Regions from separate parts of the Mus musculus genome. Here region 2 is linked to region 1. A link is a contact called in public Hi-C data. All regions are on one chromosome and are shown on one strand. Each heading gives the region's core, a stretch centred on a gene start, on an enhancer-like site or on the middle of the called end of the contact. The rest is flanking DNA. Distances are from core to core; before and after follow the strand shown. Region 1 overlaps 1700012B07Rik (RIKEN cDNA 1700012B07 gene). Region 2 holds the start of 1700023C21Rik (RIKEN cDNA 1700023C21 gene).

The links. A called contact is a pair of places that touch in the nucleus more often than the background predicts.
Region 2: a Hi-C map of uterus shows a contact between it and region 1, with 2.0 times the contacts expected there. The contact joins the promoter of 1700023C21Rik here to the enhancer-like site in region 1. A contact is called at or near these places in 3 of 39 promoter capture datasets (hippocampal neurons and liver), 1 of 15 datasets of contacts at CTCF or cohesin (CD8 T cells), 26 of 484 Hi-C or Micro-C datasets (the C2C12 cell line, CD8 T cells, LSK cells and 11 more), 4 of 115 datasets of contacts at active chromatin or transcription factors (the NIH/3T3 cell line, embryonic fibroblasts, embryonic stem cells and 1 more) and 1 of 9 other capture datasets (embryonic stem cells).

Annotation. Positions count from the first base shown.
Region 1 is chr11:109,801,686-109,808,494 of GRCm38.p6, reverse strand. The region is part of intron 2 of 1700012B07Rik (RIKEN cDNA 1700012B07 gene); the gene reads left to right. It overlaps Gm11683 (a long non-coding RNA gene), which reads right to left. Exons shown (of 2, transcript XR_389104.3): 2 at 5,699-6,485. Among named protein-coding and RNA genes, the nearest start is that of Gm11683, 7.9 kb to the right of the region's middle. Within about 2 kb of position 4,469, at least 15 of the 459 cell types and tissues checked have an H3K27ac peak or open chromatin away from gene starts, as enhancers often do. A contact at or near this core is called in the C2C12 cell line and uterus, where this site is marked.
Region 2 is chr11:109,843,164-109,849,972 of GRCm38.p6, reverse strand. 1700023C21Rik (RIKEN cDNA 1700023C21 gene) reads right to left here and starts at 4,095. Exons shown (of 3, transcript NR_045909.1): 1 at 3,908-4,095; 2 at 2,286-2,326; 3 at 1,497-1,656.

The DNA.
Region 1 (6,809 bases), core at 3,220-5,719:
TTTTTGGTGCGGTTTCTCTCTATGGCATCCCAACAAATGCAGCTCAACTACACAGTGTAAGGCAGACCAACACATGCGTGTTGTCAGCAAAGAATCCTTCATTACATGTCTTTTAGCAGAGCATCCTCTATCCTGTGTCTCCTTCAGCAAAACATTTCCTCACAAGTCGGCCTTTCACACCTGTGTCCACGTTAACAATACATTCCTTCACATGCTTGTCCCTGCAAAACACCATCCAAATAACTTTCCAAAGAACCCTTAAGTTTCCACTTCATAGACCCAGGAATAGTGAGTGATCCTCCACATGCATGCTTGTGTGCTGATGGGTAGTTTGCCTCTGATCTCAGGGACCTTGTCTTCTGTGATATAAAATGGAGTTTGCCATGTACCAGTTTCCCTCTGTCTCCTGCTCCCCTGAAATGTGAGGAGCACCAGCCATATACTCATGAAGCTAAGAACTCTGCCATGCCTTCCCCCGCTGTGGCGGACTGTACACTTCAAAGTGTGAGCCAAAATAAGTCCTTCTTCCCTCCAGTTCTATCAGGTTTGTCACAGGGCCAAGGAGCACAACGAATTCATGGAAGATATTGATAGAAGGTTTTTCCTTAAATCCAAACCCAAACCGACCTCTCAGAAGTTGCCATTACCAGTTCCATCATCTGTCTTTTAGAGCCAAATGGGTATGTCCCATAATACATGAGATTCTAGAACAACCCTATGTTCCCAACTAGGTCCACCCTTTGCAAAGACAGTTGTTCCCTCCTTTCATGTGGCTCTAAAGGACAGGGGAGTTTTGCTTTCCTTAGCCCCTTCACCATCCTCCACTCATGAACCACATTTTTCTCTGCTGCCTCCTGCAGCCAACCCTGGAGTTGGAACCAGAGAGTCTGCTAGGACTGGAATGGGGAGAACGCCTATCTCTTGGTTCCAACTCCCCTGTCTGTTGACCTAGGACGTAGCTTTGCTAGCAGATTGGCTCATTACTTCCCAAAGTCTTTATCATTTTCAGATTTCAGTGTTCAAAGACAGAAGGCAGCATGTTCTTGGGTGTGTTATGCCTCTGACAAGGCCATATTTATTAGGTTTGTTTGGTGACTTGTTACTTGGTTAAATTCCATTTGTGCCACACTTATGCCCCAACCCACACTACATCGATAATTCCCAAGAATCTGTACTGAGAAAGAGAGGTGTTTGGCTTTTTCTACATCTACATCCCTTGTCTACATCCATTACAGCTCTAGAGAGGGATCATTCAGCTATCATAATGTGTGAATTATTTGCTCTTTAGTGTTTTAAAAACTCCTTAAAAATAACATGTCATAAGCAGAACGAAGAAACCTATAAAGAAAACCTATGAACTTTTAGGGTTAACTTATAAGGATTTTTAACTACAGAATACCTTCATCTTTGCCCTGTAGTACCATAGTCATAGGAACATTGGATCATTTAGGTCATGTACCTAGAGATAGGCATCTTAGAATTCTACTGGTCATACCCTATTAAGTGAACACAATTAACAAGATATACAGAACAATATATACAAGGCTGGTTGGTGTCACCATGTTGCCATCAGAGACCCAAGGTTTCCACAGCTTCCTCCTCCTCCTCCTCCTTAGTCTCACCTCCACAAGATGGCTTCTCACCTCTAAGGTACAACACATATGCATTCCAAACAGGAAAGGGGCAGATGGGTCCTGGAAAATGAAACAATCTCATTCCAGCTGTGTACTAGAAAATGATCGTTTCCCATGATCCTCTCCCCCACACCATACTATCCTTGCTCTCTGGACAGAACTATGACACAGGGCCGTCCCCGCTGCAAAGCAGTGGAATGGCTTTATATGTAAAGCAGTCACTTCGTGACGAGATCAAGGATGATGGGAAACTGATGGTGGAGGTCAGGGCTGACCAGGTATTATTACCCCTGATTCATAAGGGAAAAATATTCTATTATGAAAGTCTAGAGACTTTTCCAAGTTCGCAGCTACAGACAACAGCACCTCTCAGCTTCCAAGGAGCCATCGTCTGCCGTTGTGTGGACACCAGTGGCCCTGTAGGAGGCATCATTTAGAGTCAACCATTGAAACACATCTACTCACAAATGCTGCCTGCCCTTCATCTCCCGGCACAGCCAGCATCCACAAAGAGAGCCCAGGTGGTAACCAAATCCTGGCTTTGCTACCTTGTGCGTGCGTGTGTGTGTGTGTGTGTGTGTGTGTGTGAACTCTGTGTTGTATTAGCAGCTCCTTCTTCTGATTTTCACAGTGCAGCAGAGTTTAGAATCAGCCTTGGTTTGTTCCAGTTTATATTTTCCAGAAAAAAAGAGGGTTGGTGCCAGTGAGCCTTTTTCTGTAAACTGATGGTGGAATGGTGGTTAATAGCACACTGTAGCAAATGAAGAGGCTTGACTCCCAGTCCCACGAGCTTCCAATGTGTGTTCCTGGCCAAGTCCCTTAACCTTTCTCTGTTATTATCTCTCCACCACTGGATCAGAGTCCTCTTGCCACAGAGCAAATGACCACACATCTGGTGGATTAAAACAACATCTGCTAATTATGTCTACTTTTATGGGTCAGGAAACTGGACAAAGCTTACTGACTCCTACCCTTGGCATCCCCTTGTGGCTCTGGATTCTTGGCAAGATCCATTTCTTTGCAGACTTAGAACTCACATTGGTTTGTCTCTTGAAAGCTTTGAACCCAAGATCATTTTGAAGGGACTCAGTGAATTAGGTGAGGCCTGCCAAGATACGCTCTTTGTTTGTTTGTTTTTATTTGGGGGGTATGAGTGGTTTGCTTGCGTGTAGGCATGTGTACCATATGTGTGGTTCCTGTTGAGACCAGAAAAGGGCATCAGATCTTCCGGAACTAGAATTACAGATGGCTCTTAGCCACTATGTGGGTTCTAGGAAACAGACTGGTGTCCCCTGGAAAGCAACAAGTCTCTTAGCCACTGAGCCATTTCTGCAACCCATAAGCTCCTTCTTGATCCCTTTAGAGTCACCTTATAAGGGTTTATAAACTAAAAAATTCCTTTATCTTTGCCTTATAGTGCCATAGTCATTGGAATGTTGGATCATCACATTCACCAGCCCAGGTCACATCCAAGGACATGGATCATCTAGGACATATATCATATGGGATTAGAATCCTAGGCATCTTAGAATTCTACCTGCCATACTCTATACAATAAAGATTCAGTTCTTACACGTGTCTTACACGGTCCTTCTGAATACTCAAGCCACAGGGAAGAGCCCTTTTGAGGAGCTGGGAGAGTCAAACAATATTAACATAACACTTGTTTTAAAAGAAATCACAAGCCAGGCATGGCGATGCATGTATGTCACCCAGTGCTTGGGAGGCAGATGAAAGAGGGTCAGATGTTCAAGCCGACCTTGATTACACAGAGAATCTGAGGCCAGCTTGAGTTACATGAGGCAGCTGTGAAAGTAACGCTAACAGAATCAAATTAAAATGTTTAGAAATTACAGTGTTTCTCTTGCATTAACAGCTTTTCCCTGATGCAGAAGTTGGCAAGAAGCCTTAAAGCTTTAATACAACTGAATGACTTTTAGATAGATAGGTGGATAGATAGATAGATGATAGATAGATAGATAGATAGATAGATAGATAGATAGATAGATAGATATTTTAAAACCCAGTGTGGTTTTTATTTCTTTTTTAAGCATATGGAAGCCATTGTCAGAAACAAAAGGTGCTTAAACCAGTCAAACACTGCAATCCATAAGGCGATCATTTCCACCCTTAACCCCACCCCACCCCCCACCCCACCCCCGATTTGGCTTCTAGCATGCAACACAGAGGAGCATCTATTTGGTCGCCAGAGTCTACACAGGTAAGTCCAGATTCTAACCGGGTGGTGTATGAGTCCCTGCTGCCCTAGTGGAAATCACCCAGAGGTTTGTCCAAAGCACTGCTCAGCAAAACTCAACCTCAGTGGGCATGGGGACACCTGCGCACTGGACTTTTTGAAAGCCTCCATGGGAGGCTCCTACACACTACCAGAGCCGGGAGCTGCTACTCTCCAGCCAGCGAAAATTTAGTACCCCTACTATGAACATGAAAACCCCTTTTAAAATAGCTCTAAAAGGTTCAGTCCATACAGGGCTTGCCGTGAGAGAACAAAAACCTAAGTCCAATCCCTCCGAGCCCAGATAAAGCTGCAGAAAGTGCTAGGTGTGAGTCTCAGCACTGGGGAGGTGCAGATGGGAAGATCTGGAAAACTTGTCCACCAACCAGCCTAATTGGCGAGCTTCAAGAAAATGAGAGAGCCTGTCTCAAAGGTACGGGAGAGCCAAAGGTGACACCCAGGGTTGTCCTGAGGCCTACACAGACATGGGCATGGTAGCGGAGACGGGTAAGTTAATATTTTTATAGAGCCTGCACATGGCAAGGCCGTTTCCTCAAAGGAACAAGAATAAAACCCAAAGATGTAGGGGTGCAGCTCAGTGTAGAGTATTTGCCAAGTACATGTCCTTTTCTTAAGAGGAAACAGAGTTGTTCAGCAGAAACCTATTTTTTACTTTAAAAGGCTCAGAGTTAAGTAGGAAATACTTCTCTTTCTGTGCTCAAAGAGAAGCATTTTCAGCATCAAGGGCATGGGATTAATTCTGAGGTTACAAACAAGTCTTCTTTCAAAATTTCCAGTTTTCTATGAGTATGTGTTATCTCCGGGTTTAATCACTTCCAGAGAATGCCTCCCTGCTTCTCCCCCTCCCCTCCCCCTCCCCCTCCCCCTCACCCCTAAAAACCATCACTAAAGAAAGAATTTTAAAAGTAGTCAAATGTCCTGGTTATCTCACAATAAATAAAGAGCAGCCTGGAGTCTCCCACTCCCCCGTTCCCTGTGCCTTTCCTCTTCCCCAGGGCCACCTCCATCCCAGCCTGGGAGGGGCTGCCCCTGATGCCTGCTGGATGAACAATCCCTGAGTCCAGCAATACTGGCTGCAAAGGCCAACAGTTAGTGGCTAAGGGGGTCTCAGCAAAGCCCCATGAGACTAGATTCCTCTTAAGATAATGCTGGAGTAGTGGAAGACATTTGAGATTGAAAGCCACGTGAGCTCTGGTGCCTGGGATCTAAAGGGGCAGTCCCTCCCAGTACACCACACACTGCTTCGAATTCTTGACAGGCATCCCAAGAGGCAGAGCATCCTGGAAGAAAAGTCCAGTTTCAGCTCAGACAGGCATCTTCACAGCCCTCCCCCCATGAACTTGTTTCCCAAACATTTATTGAGCCTCTGTTAAATTCCAGACACCCCATTAAACCATGGTAGCCCAGCCATCACCTGACTCCACTGATGAAAATGTTCAGAGCTGGAGAGATGTCTGTCAGTGAAGTGCTCACTGCACAAGCATGAGTTTGACCCCCAGCACCATGTAATAAATGTGGGCACACATCTGAAACCCCCAACACTAGGACAAGGAGAAAGATGGACGTTTGAAATCCATGGCCCAGTCTAGCCTAACAGGCAAGTTCCAGGCCAGTTCGAGATCCTGCCTAAAAATACAGGCAGACAGTACATGAGACACAGACAGCACCCAGGAGTGACCGCCATCCTCCACGTGTGTCAGCACAGATGTGCATGCTCAGAACACAAGCTCAAAGGAAAAAGGAAAAAAAAATGCTTCCCACATACCAGCACGGACCTCAGAATTAAATGTTTTAGCAGACTCTGAAAGACGATTCTGAGTCACATTTTATTATTAATTAATTTACTTTACATCCCTGTTGTAGCTTCCCCTCAGTCCACTCCTCTTAGACCCTCCTCTCACCTCACCCTCCACCATCTTCCCTTTCTCCTCAGAAAAGGCTGAGTCGTGGTTTTATATCTACCTTGGCTTCTAAGGGGAAATGTTCAGTGAGCTGACTTCTTTCTGTTTTTTTTTCTTATCAATTTATTTACTTATTCACTTTATATTTCAATATCAACCCCCTTCTTCCCAGTCTACCCTATGCCTCCTCCCCTCACTCCCCACTCCCCATCTCTTTTGTGAAAGAGGAGCTCTTTCTGCCCCCCCCCCATATCACCCCACCCTGGCACATCAAGTCACTGCAGGACAAGACTCATCCTCTCCCACTGAGGCCAGACAAGGCAGGCCAGTTAGGGGAATGGGATCCACAGGAAGGCAACAGACTCAGGGAAAGCCCCTGCTTCAGTTGTTGGGGACCCACATGAAGACCACGTTGCACAGCTGTTACAGATGTGCTGGGGGTTGGGGTAGGCCCAGCCCATGTTTGCTCTCTGGTTGGTGTTTCAGTCTCTGGTAGCCCTCAAAGGTCCAGGTTAGTTGATTCTGTTGGTCTTCTTGTGGAGTCTCGATCTTCTTCAGGCCCCTCAATCATCCCTCCGACTCCTCCACAAGACTCAAGTGAGCTCCATCTAATATTGGGCTGTGGGTCTCCGAATCTGTTTCCATCGGCTGTTGGGTGGAGCCTCTCTGAGGACAGTTTTGCTAGGCTCCTGTCTGCAAACATAACAGAGAATCATTAATAGTGTCGAGGATTGGTAATTGCTCATGGGATGGGTTTCAATTTCGGCTGGTCATCAGTTGGCCATTCCCTCCATCTCTGCTCCATCTTTTCCCCTGCACATTTTGTAGGCAGGATACATTTTAGGTCAAGGGTGTTTTTTGTTTTTGTTTTTTTTTTTTTTTTTTGGTTTTTTTTTTTTTTTTTTTTTTTTTTTTTTTTTTTGGATAAGTTGGTGTTCTTATTTCTTCACTGGAAGTCCTGCCTGGCCACTGGAGGTGGCCCGCCTAAGACTTCCTACCCCCTACTGCTAGGATTCT
Region 2 (6,809 bases), core at 2,846-5,345, 42 kb before region 1:
AGCCATGTAGTTTCTCCAAGGTTTTTTTTTTTAACTAAAAATAATTTCTTTCTCACACAATATATTCTGATCCAAGATTTTCCGTTATATCGAATTGATTCCATCATGATCGTGCTTAAAACCTCTTTAACTGATAAAATCCAGGTTTTGTAGTATGGGCTTTAAACAGTGCTGTTCAGCGTTGAGGCTTCGGTGTCCTGCCCACTCGCAGGCGCTTCCACCCCAGGTGTACATCATCCTCTCCTTTCTCTGCCTGCTCTTTTTCTCTGGCTTTGAGTTTCCTGAATACATTTGGCCTTTCCTGCTGCTCATCTTCTCTAAGCATCTCTACAAGCCTGGGAAAAAGGATAAGAGAAACAATGTAACCCTTTCCCTGTTGTAGAAGACCTGGGGCTGTCTGTCTCCACGTTTCTTTCTCGTTTTGTTTTGTTTTGTTTTGTTTTGTTTTGTTTTGTTATGTTTTGTTTTGTTTTGTTTTGAGACGGGTTTCTCTGTGTAGCCCTGGCTGTCCTGGAACTCACTCTGTAGACCACGCTGGCCTCAAACTCAGAAATCTGCCTGCCTCTACCTCCCGAGTGCTGGGATTAAAGGCGTGCACCACCACCACCTGGCTTCCACGTTTCTTTCATAAACCCAAATCACAGAATGCTTTAACTACCAAGTTACATGCCTGGCCAGAGTGTTCCCTGCAGGGAGAGATCATGTTTTATTTATCTTTATATCCCCTGCACTTAATTCACAGTAAATATTCCGTAAGTATTTAGTAAACGATATAGGTAGAGATAAGATAAAACTCCATTCTTGTTCCAGACTCCTGACTGCCAGAGGCAAGCAATCTTCTTCCTTCGTGCTCAGACAACAGGAATACAAGGCAGTGTCCAAGAACATTGTCCTTGTACTACTGGGACACGGTGGCACTCAAACACACAGACACACGCCCACACTGGTTTTTCTAGACCATGTTTCTATATACATCCCTGGCTGTGCCAGTACTTGCTTTGTAGACCAGGCTGGCCTCAAACACAGACAGCCACCTGCATCTGCCTCCCGAGTGCTGGGATTAAAGGCATGCATCACCTTGCTGTGTTTCTCTTAACAAAAGTCCTTCTCCAGCCTTTAAAGTGAAACTTCTCTCTCCCTTTAAGGCCCTGTCAAGTCTCCATCTCTATATAATAATGTGTAGTTTCTGTCTAATGCTCTTCCACCCACAGCAAGGTCCAGCCACGTCCTTGAGGCTGTCTGATTCAGATAAGCCAAATTCTGAGAGGGAACTATGAATTATGGGTCAGCTTCCTTTCCAGACTGCCCACTGCAGCTTCTTTGATTGTATTTGTCAGATCTTGTTCATTTATTTTAATAATTACAGTGTATCAAACTGTGCTCCCTCCCAAGGGATATGTAGATGTCTCTAGACCTATGAATGTGACCATAATTGGGGAGGAAGAAACTCAGATGTTGTTAGTTTAAGGGGATGGAGTTGGATTCTACATGGCATCCTCTTTTCTATTTTTATTTTGTAATTTTTTCAGTATTGTAATTTTTTCTTGATTTTATCGTCTTGCTGATCTTGTCCCAGTTTGGATAGACGATGGTGTGATTTTCTTTACATATTTTGCTTAGTAGGACAAGATTCTTGAGCCTGTCCACTGATGTCACCTATGAACAGGGAGATCATCCATCAGGCTCTCTTCAATTCTTCCCTTATTCCCCCTCCTTCCGGCAAATCAATTATACATGTTAATTTCAGAAAATTTTTCTGACAATTTCTGAATTATACATGTTAGTTTCAGAAATGTTTCTCATGCTTTTTGATGTTTTCCATTCTTCATTTTAATACCCTCACTCTGATTTATTCCCCATCCTTTAACGACCATCTTCTAAAGTGGTTTTATATAACTCTCTATAATAACAACAGAAAAAAAAATTAAGGACAACTTGCTAATCATTTCTTTTTCTGGTTCTAATCTCCCATTAAATCCACCTACTGTGTTCCTAATTTCTTATTTTTTAAATCAATAATTTTGACTTGACTCATCTTGTACATAAATGAGATCGTTTCCAATTTCCCTACTGAAATTTTCCAGATTGCAATCTATTTTAAACAAATTTAACATACTTATTTTAATGTCTGCATCTCACAGCAGACCGGTTTCCTTTCTAATATCAGGTCAGTTGGCCCTGTTTCTGAGCATGTCTGGTAATTTTTATTTGGCTGTCAGACATTATACATTAAAAATAATATGAAGCCCCAGGCTGGAGATTTAGCCCAACCATGGAATTGTTACCTTAAATAGCATGTGTGAGGTCCTGGGTTTGATAGCCAGCACTGAAAAACAAAAACAAAATACAAACAAACAAACAAAACTAAACCAAACCAACCCAAACAAACGAAAAACCTGGGGAGATTATTGGTAATGTTATTTTCTTCCAAAGATGATTAAATAAATATTTAATTAAGTCACCTCCACCTGGAAGTGCTGCTGTGTATTTATTCAAATGCTAAATACTGGCCCCCCAAGAGCACATTTTTACCAAAGGATGTTGTATAAACCTTGCTCCCCAATTCAAAGCTATTGGTTAAATGTAAGTGACTATAGCCAATTACTGGGGAGAATAAATGTGGGCGGGGCTTCGGCTACTGGGCTGGGGATCACAGGTAGGGTCCCTGAGAGGGAGAGAGGGAGGAGGAAGGAAGGGAAGGAGAAAGTAAGGAGGGGACAGGAGGTCTCAGTTAGACTAATTGGGCCAGGGGCACGGTGGCAGTGGCAAGTGAAATGTCCCCTGAGGACAGACTGATGGAGCAAAAATAAGCCCGGACAAGACTCAAACTGCTAGCACTTGGGGAGCAAGGCTGGGGAATTAGACAGTCTAGCCTTAGAAAAATAGATTAGAGGTAATTCGCTCAGTAATTGTGTTAAAGTTGATTAAATAAGTCTAGTAGGACTCTGTCTCAATTATTGGTGGGGGGGGGGGGTGGCTGCCAGGGTCAAATTAAAAATAATAGAGTAACTGATAACATTTATAAGCAACATGAAAACTGGTGAATATCTCTAGTTGCCCTGGAGCCGGGTGAACAGTACTTTAGGGGGTTGGTCTGAGAGCCCAGGGTCCTTCTCAAACCCTTCGTTGGACGCTTAGCAAATCTGCCCTGGGATGCCTACCAAACCTGACTTAAGATGCCGCTTATCTGACCCTCCCAGGAAGCTTATCAAGCTTTAAAATCAATCAATCAATCAATCAGTGCTTAGTTGTCCCACAACCTCCATCCAGCGCCTTGCTCTGCTACCCTCTTCTGACAGAAAGATTGTAAGAGGCAGAGTTGGTGTTGGGCTGACTACCAGGAAACTGCTTTCTGGATATCGCAGGACAGCTGTACAAATGAACTCACAGCAGTTGAAACAGCACGCACAAGACCTTGCGCGCCAGCTCAAGCCAAACAAAATCCCAGCATGGAGCGCGGAGGTGAAGTCCCACCCCTAGCTAAGGACCCATTGGAAGCTGCAAGCTTCTGGGAGAGGCAGTTATTTTCTTCAGTACTGTGGCCCTCTCTCTGGTGGATAGAGCAGCCCCCAGAGAGAAGACCATACATCCAAGAGCATATGAGATACAAACTGTATTAAATGAGTTGGGGGGGGGGCACAAATTTGAGTGGCTAGGAAGGAGGAATGGACCTTGAATGGTAGGGGAACAGGGGTGAATATCATCAAAATGAATTGTACAAAATCTTCAAAGAATTAATAAAAGAAGGAGGAAAAAAATAGAAGCGGATGTAGAACACAGAGGTCAGGAGTCGGCAGCTGCTTCAAAGGGAAGCTACACTTAGAACATGCTGCTCGCTCTCCTGCCCTTTACTTTCCCGGGACTCTGGCGTCTGCAGTCCTGGCTCCCTTGGTGATGCTCAACTCACCCATCTGTCCCCTGCCAGCACAACAGCAACAGACTGCTCGCAACCTCATTTGGTTCTCAGAGACCTGTGGTGTGGCAGACAAAGACCCTGAGGGGAAGAAACCAAATGTGGCACCTTAGGGTTTTTTCTGCTTCTCAGATTTCTTGGCCCTGAGGCCTCAACTGGTTCGGCTGCCTCCTAACCGCCACAGAAAGAGTTTTATGTTGTTACATTACAGTTGTTGGGCTCTATGCACCAGGCAGTTACGTCACAGCTACTGGATTCTGCTCTGCTGATGTGACCACAACAACGGAATGTCACTGAAGTGGTCATGCCTGTGTTCCACTTCAACATGGTTTACAAACACACAGAGCAGCCATGTTCATGATGGACACCAGCTGTTGTTTTTCTTTCTTTCACAGAGTCTATTTTGAGATGTTTGTTTGTTTGTTTGTTTGTTTGTTTGTTTGTTGTTTGTGGTGGGGATTGAATCCAGTTTCTTACACATTCACAAGAAGAAAGAAAACTACTCTTAGCGGCCCTGTGGACCACAGGACATACTTAGGGCTTAAATATGAGTCTCTTTTAATATTATAAAGTGTTGTCGCTTGTGTATTGTTCTTGGGGTTTTGTGGCAGAGGGTGGGGCTAGCTGATGTCTTTGATTTCTTTGTCTTGGGGTTTTGTCTGTTTTGTTTTGCTTTTAGATTTATTTATTGATTGATTTATTTGTTTGTTTATTTATTTAGTGTGAGTACACTGTCCTCAGACACACCAGAAGAGGGCATCAGATCCTATTACAAATGGTTTTGAGTCACCATGTGGCTGCTGGGAATTGAACTCAGGACCTCTGGAAGAGCAGCGCCTTTGTCTTAGTTTTAACTTCACACTTTCTTTTAACTTGCCTTTTCCAGAGCATTTCTCTTCTCATGCTTTTATCTTTGTAGTCCGTGTGTCACTCTGTTAAATATGTCTCTTTCCTCTGCTTAGACTGGGTCTGATTCTGTTTTGTTATCCAGTCATGTCTTTTTTAATTATAGTATTTAGCCCATTTATAGTAAATGACTTGCTAGATGGGGCTGATTTTAATTTACTTAAATGCATTGCTTTTTGTACAAGGTTCTCAATGAAGTCCAAGAGAGAAAGTGACTACAGAAAACTTACATTCCATCAGGATTTGGGTCTCTGTGGGTAGGACTTGATAAGGATTCATGTATTTAGTATTCCCTGGACGTAAACATTTTGGCATACTGAATATTTACGGTCAAAGAAAATCACCGAGGAATAAAACCAGCATACTGCTCTTGCAGGGTCCTGAGGAGTCACAAGCCAGTTAGTGTGGAGGATTTTATTTTTCCCTTGTACCAACAGACTCCTCCACTCCCCTGGCTGCTAGCTGTCGGCAGCTGGCCCTCCTTCCAAGAATCAAAGGAGTTCAAGTGTGTGACATTTGGGACTCCCTCTGCTGTGCAAAGCAATTGGAAAAAAATCTGTTGTTTTATAGTCCTGGAGCTCCAAGCTGCCCAAAGGGAGGAAGAACTTGTAAGAAGGGACCTTCATCTCAGACCGTCTCTTCTCTGTGCTAATAGAGGAACTTTGGGAAGGAAGTCTGAGGGTATAGTTCAATTGGTAGAGTGCCTGCCTGGCATGAAGGAAAGTCCTAGCTCCCGTCCCCAGCATTGCACTAACCAGATGTGCTGACAACATGTCTATAATCCCAGTATTTGGAAGATAGAGAGATCAAGAATTCAAGGTCAGCTACATAGTGCTTTTGAAACCAATCTGGGCTTTGGGAGATCCTATTTCAAAAATTAATTAACTAATAATGAAAGAGTTTCTGTGGACCCTTCTCCCTTGTTACAGACAGTGGAGTTTCCTCACTTCCTGTTTTGTCTGGCTTTTCAGGTTACACATTTACATGGGAAGGGGCAGGGATGATATAGGGGTCTGACTCAGGAGACAGTGAAAAGGAAAGGGATGGTGGGATACATCTATGGCAGAATAATATGAGCTTCTCAGCACTGTAACAGGAAAAGTCCCTGGCTTGTCCTTCCACCGAAGGACGGCTCACAAAGATTAAATCCCCATTACAAACCAGTCTGAGATGCTAGAGACTCCAGCTTGAGTCTGTTAAGCCCTAAAAGGCTCGACTGACACAGCCCAGTACAGTATAGCTGCTATTCCTTAGTTGATCATCAAGACTCCCTCAGGTCCAGTTCCCATTGGCAGTCTTATATCAACCAGAAGTCATGGACACAGCTTTGCATCTTTCCAGAGCCATTTCACAGGCTCCAAGGAGTGTGTGTGGATGGAGAGAAAACATGGACCTGGAACTAGAGAGTCTTGGATTAGAATTTTCTCTCTACCCTGAGTAGCCATTAGACCTTGAAATGTTCTCATCCATGGGTTGACACTGCCCAGTGAAGTTGTCATGGCTCTCCAGAGGACGAAAAGGTGGTGTCAGGAGATACGCAGATTTTTATTTGGTTGGTTATTTTGTTTTAAAGAATCCTGGATGGTGGATCTGTGTGATGGTGGTGATTTTGTAAACCCAAATTCTGACCAGGAAAGCCAATGACTATGCTAATAAACCATGAAGTGCCAAGGCTACAAAGAAAGTCAAAAGCAAAATTTCCTCCTGTTCAGGGTTGTCAGGCTTTGACAGACAGGATGTAGCCCATCGAGACTGTAGAAGAAAATGTGCTCGAGTTGTAGACTACCACATGGATTTAAAGGTCAGTGCCATCTGAGTACACCCTCACAGAAACATTTGAACAATGTTTTGGACCAACTATCTGGGCATTGTAGCACCGTAAGTTAAACTATAGAATCGTTCACTACCGTGATGTATTGATTACTTTTCTGTGACTGTGGTTAAATACCATGACCAACAGCAAGCTAAAGAAGAAAATGATTTATGTTCT